2 separate regions of the Arabidopsis thaliana genome follow, and region 1 is linked to region 2. Evidence: chromatin contacts called from public capture Hi-C data. All regions are on one chromosome and are shown on one strand. The core of a region is the stretch at or near the end of the contact, and the rest is flanking DNA. Distances in the headings are between cores, read along the strand shown. Region 1 holds the start of AT3G60415 (phosphoglycerate mutase family protein). Region 2 holds the start of AT3G60200.

The links. Capture Hi-C pulls out chosen DNA fragments and counts their contacts.
Region 1: a capture Hi-C map of shoot shows a contact between it and region 2, with 2.6 times the contacts expected there. A contact is called at or near these places in 2 of 26 Hi-C or Micro-C datasets (root and rosette leaf) and 1 of 3 other capture datasets (shoot).

Annotation. Positions count from the first base shown.
Region 1 is chr3:22,333,100-22,335,846 of TAIR10.1, forward strand. It overlaps AT3G60415 (phosphoglycerate mutase family protein), which reads left to right and starts at 1,325. Exons shown (of 4, transcript NM_115906.4): 1 at 1,325-1,679; 2 at 1,926-2,084; 3 at 2,195-2,303; 4 at 2,400-2,747. The coding sequence starts at 1,347. The coding sequence ends at 2,611. It overlaps AT3G60410 (hypothetical protein (DUF1639)), which reads left to right. Exons shown (of 4, transcript NM_115905.4): 4 at 206-553.
Region 2 is chr3:22,247,419-22,250,253 of TAIR10.1, forward strand. AT3G60200 reads left to right here and starts at 1,474. Exons shown (of 1, transcript NM_115883.4): 1 at 1,474-2,835. The coding sequence starts at 1,902. The coding sequence ends at 2,819. DL1E (DYNAMIN-like 1E) reads right to left here and starts at 558. Exons shown (of 15, transcript NM_115882.4): 1 at 87-558. The coding sequence starts at 233.

The DNA of each region.
Region 1 (2,747 bases), core at 75-2,574, 86 kb after region 2:
TCATTCCTTAAGGTTAAAGTTCCTATCTTAATGTTAATGATTTGCGTCTTAACCTTACATATTTTAAAATCCTGATTTGGTGTAGAGTGAGGATGTGAACTCTGAAGTTGCTATGATTTCGAGGTCTAGACTTAGATAAAATGGACTCACTTTGTATAATAAACCTTCACTTTCTCATGTCTCTATCTGTACTGTGATGATGCAGAACTGCGAATGATTCGTTTCTTCAAGTTTTGGCTTCATTACTGGCTCGTCGGTTTCAAGAGCCGAATTCAACTTCAACTTCAGATACGGTCTTAAGTCCTAACTGTCGGCAGTATAAAATGTGAATCAAACTAGTTTTCTGATCCAGTCGTCTTATTTGTTACCACTGATGTGAGGTGTTGATACGGCCTCTATTTTTTTTTTTCTGTTTAATTCATTCACTTTGTGTAATAAGATTAGTGGGATAGCCTGACTTTTTGTAAAGGTGGAAAAATAAAATCAGAATTATCAACATAATTTATTTATTCCATTACTAAATTTCATAAATTAAATCATTCTAGTTTTCATTAATAAATAGAGCAAAAAAGACGGATAATTTGGTCAAACATGTAACAGAAGAAAATATAATTACCTGCAAATTTGATAGCGTTTTTACAAATTGTTATTTTAACCCCACTTCCAAGTTCAAAGTTCAAACTCTGATCCAGTAAATTAAAGAATATAATCTGGACTTTAACGGTCAATATTATAATTTGGACTTTATACAAGGACCACAGGCTTGATGTGTCACTCTATTCATCATCAATTCATCACCTCCACTCGCTTTGTCCCTTGGTTTATCCAACTCTTCATGCACTATCCGTACACAGTAAAACCAAAAAATTACGGATTAATAACAAATTTTGATTGTTTGGACCTCTATCCATTTTGTATTTTTGGACTACTTATTAGTACTTAATTATTTACATTAGTATATTTTACATATTGGTCCTTTTATGTATTATGTATCATGCATTAATTACATATTGTAGAAAGAGATTTGTACTAACTAGTTGACCTAAAAGAAAGAAGAAGAAGAGAGAGTCGTCTATATCGAGTGGTTTTGGTATTAATTCTTATCACGTTGGATTTATATAGATGTAAACTTCGTAGTAATAACAATGATGAGTCGTGTTTTAAAAGAATTTTGTTACTTTCTTGTGTGATAAGCTTCCTCGCAATTTCCTACTGAGGAAAAGAAATGCAATTTTAACTTCCTTCAAAAGTTTATAGTAAAAAAAACAAAACTCAACATCTCATTGCTTGCATATATGTATAAATACCTCCCACTTCTAGTAACAAAGATCACACCGAGAAAGGCAATGGAGTCGGCTAAATCAATCATCGGTGGCCACCAAAATGTCATCCTGATGCGTCATGGTGATCGACTCGACAATTTCGAGCCACTCTGGACTTCAACAGCTGCGAGACCGTGGGATCCACCGCTTGCTCAAGACGGTAAGGATCGGGCCTTTAGAACTGGTCAGAGAATCCGGTCTCAACTTGGGGTTCCGATTCACCGTGTCTTCGTCTCCCCTTTCCTCCGCTGCATCCAGACCGCTTCCGAAGTCGTTGCCGCCCTCTCAGCCGTCGATTTCGATCCCATTGCTATGTCATCTAAAGACGTGCTTTCCATCGACAATACTAAGATCAAGGTCAGTCAGAATATCTCTCTATATATTTTTTGAGACCAGGGTTTGTAGTCTAGTGGTTTTATGCTAGTGTTGGTCCGTGTCATACATACGTTATAAAAAAAAAAAACATATATTGTGGACTATGGAAATTTTTAATGATTCTCTAAGCAAAATTCTGTTATGTTGTTCTTATAACCATGCTGATCATTTTGATTGAAGCATTTGAGATGTTTTATGCTTATATATGTCTTGTCTCGTCTGCTTTAGGTGGCTATTGAATTTGGATTGTCCGAGATACCGCACCCAATCTTTATTAAGAGTGAAGTTGCTCCCAAAGATGGGAAATTTGATTTCAAGATTTCAGATCTTGAAGCTATGTTTCCTGAAGGAACAGTGGATTCTAATGTGGATATGGTTTATAAAGAGGTGCTCTATATGACTTGTTTTGTCGTGTCTTCGTTCTTAATGTTTTGTTTTGTGTGACTATATCTAAACTTTATTTCGATAATTCTCGATTCCTTGTTTGTACTGTTTAGGTGCCAGAATGGGGAGAATCTGCACAAGCCTTTGAGGATCGATATTATAAGACAGTGAAGATTCTTGCGGAGAAGTATCCTTCTGAGAACTTGCTCTTAGTCACTCATTGTAAGCAAAACAGTTATGGCTTTTTTAGTTTTTAACCAAAATTGATGTTTTCCTAATCTTGTAGTTCGTTTTTTTTTTTGGGATGGGAAATTGCAGGGGGAGCAGTAAGTGTTGCATTTTACAACTACTTCAAAGACGCAACTAAGTACGTGGTAGATTATTGTGGTAGTGTTGAAATGAGAAGGCAGATTTTGAATGGTGATGGGTTTGGTAAATTTGAGGTAGTTACTAGTCATGGAGTATCTTATAAGTACACCAAAATCCCAGTCCATGATCATGTAGTTGTAAGCCGCCAATCTCCCCTTTAACCGGTTTATATGTGAATATCTGGTTTAACGGGTTGCTTCAATAAAAAAAAATATATAAGAATAATGGTTCAGTTATTTTCCTTTTCTTCCACAAATTTTACAAAAATATGTAAAGCTAAAGGGTTGTAATTTTTCT
Region 2 (2,835 bases), core at 224-2,723:
CACAAACCCAAAAAAAAAGTAAGTTGAAGAGTCACCAGAGAGAAAACCTAGGAAGAAGTCAAAGATATTTCAACCGGAGAAATCACCTGACCACCGACGACGGCGACGGTTGGAAGAGCTTCCCAGAGAGAATTGAAAGCGTTACTTCCAGTTCCACCACCATAGTCACCGAGTACGGTACATGCTCTCTGTATCCTATTAACTAACCCAATCAAACTCTCCATAGTCGTCATCTTCCTTCTCCTTCAGTTTCAGATGAGAGAATATAAAGTTCCAAAGACGAAATTTTCAGTTCAGAATTAGAAAGCTGCTTGAAAATTCGCCAACAGACCAAAGACTTCAAGAGCTGAGAGAGAGAGACGAAGAAGAAAAATATTCGTAGGGGCAAAATAGGAAAATGAATTTAGAGAATAAATGTCTCTCTTTGATTTCTAGAAGGTTTGATTTGTGTGCCTGTGGCTGTGTGGTTCGGTCGGTTTACAGATAGCTTAGCCGCCGTTAAGGAGTCGTCTGGCTCTGGTTCGTTTTGGTTCGGTACGGTCTGGTTCTTACTTTTCTAGACGGTCAAATCTAAAATAATGAAGATAAGATTTGTGTCCCTTTAATTTGAGATATTTGTAACCTGTTTGAATTTTCGAATTTTGAAATTCCACATGGACCCCTCACACAAATACAAAATAATAAGTCTAGAAACAACAATCAACATTGTTTAGAAGGCCCAATAGATATAGAAGACTTTTAAAAGGACCCAATAATAAAGTTAGGTCCAGGAAGAGGGTAGGAGGCTATATGTATACAAGCGGTTCTCTAGTTTTTATGGGTTTTGTGTTATCCAGTCTGAATTATTTTAGATTTTATTTTAGAAATCACAAACATAAAATAATATTTCTAGAAAATTTTGAATTTCTTAGTACTTGGTAAATAATGAATCATTCTTCACAATAAACATAGACATAAACACAAAAACAATGAGTTTCTCTCAACATCATGATTTAGTTATCAACCAAACCAAACTAAATGACTGAAATAACCAAACTAACATAACATATTCAAACTAAGAAGAAGCAAAAACTAAGTATAGGTTGTCGTTATTTATTACATCATTGATTATCACATGACAGGCCCAATAGACAAGGAGACTTTAGGAAGGCTTTAAAAGCCCAATAATGAAGTTAAGGCCTATTGATGAAATATGAAAACCACGTGGCAATATGTAGAAGAAACGGACGAACATTCGTGTGAGATATGTGGAAAACGACGATGGCTCGTCTTCACCTAATACTTGTCGGCTTTTACCATCCAACGTCACATGCTTCTCTTTTAGGTTTTTTATTTATTTATACAGTTATATCATTGTTTCAAGTCAGTGGCTGAGGTAATCACTACACATCCCATTCAAATCCAATGGTATTGGTCCGTATATTGAATTAAAGAAAGGTCAACCATAACTAGATTTTATCTTCTACAACTATGAAACTATAATGGCGCGTTAGATCAATTTTTTGTAAGTTGGCAAAATTACGAACCAAAAATTGCAATTGAATCACTAACCATCGCATAATTAAATTTTGCATTAAAGAAATGGTTAGTGATAAAATGATCTGTCAAAATGTTGTGCTTACAAATCTCCATTAGATAAATAAATTAGTTTCTCTCTCTCATCTATCTTTTTTTTTGGTTTTCCGACATAGAATGCTATCTCTCTCTCTCTAAGCCTATCTCAAAACAGAGATCTTAGGAGAAGAAGACAAAATCTTTACCACCAGATCTTTTCTTCTTCCTTCATCTTTACAGGTTGTCACATCACTATAACCACCGAAACTCTCGGCCCAACCCAAAAAAAAAAAAGCTTCCTTTCGAAAAAAATCAAAGCTTTTTCTTTTATCTTCAATTCTCCTCCGATGAGGTGTAAAAGACACACCGTCGATCTCAGCAGCAGCAACGGCGTTTGCGCTTCTTGCCTCCGTGAACGTCTCCTCTCTCTCGCCGCTTCCGCCGCCGTATCAGCCGCCGTAGAAGATAATCAATCAAAGAAATCTAATAACAATAATCATCCTCCGCTTTTGATTTTCCCTCGCTCTGTTTCTCCTTACGTTACCCGTAGAAAATCCGACGCCGGAGCCGGTGGAGGAGATCCTTTAGTTTCTTCTAATCGGAGATTCATTACCACGCCACAGATAGATCTCGTCGGATATTCATGCAAAGATTTCGAATCGAATCGATCAAATAAATCAAAACAAGGTAAAAAAGTATCTAGATTCTCGAATCTATTCAGAGCTAGATCTGAAGATTTCGATACCAATCCCAAATCCAACAATCCTAGATTCTCCTCATGCGACGCGTCTGAGATTTCATCTTCTTCTTCCTCTTCACGTTCATGGATCTCGACGATTCTCTCCACCGGTCGACGTAAAAAGCAACCAACCACCGCGTGTTACATCGAAGACGTTATCGCTGCGCGTAGACCTCAACGTATATACTGTAGAGGAATGTCACCTGTAAGAGATACGGAACCGGAGCAGTCGGCGGAATCAATCGAGGAATTGAGGAGAACTCCGGCGACGAAAACTCCGGGAAGGAGGAAGATTGCGATGGGGATAGGGAAGAGCATGTCGGGGATGGCTTTTTGTTTGAGTCCGTTGGTGAGAGCTAGTCCTAACTGTCCGTTTAAACGGAAAATGAGATTTCCATCGGAGTTTGGTAATTCTGGGGAGGTAACGGCGGTGCCGGAAAAGCCTCATATATCAGCAGCGGCGTCGTTTTGTGCAAATAGATCGAAGAAGCTTGTGGATTTAGGTAGAGTTGATCGCCGCCGTTGAGTTTTTTTATTTTGGT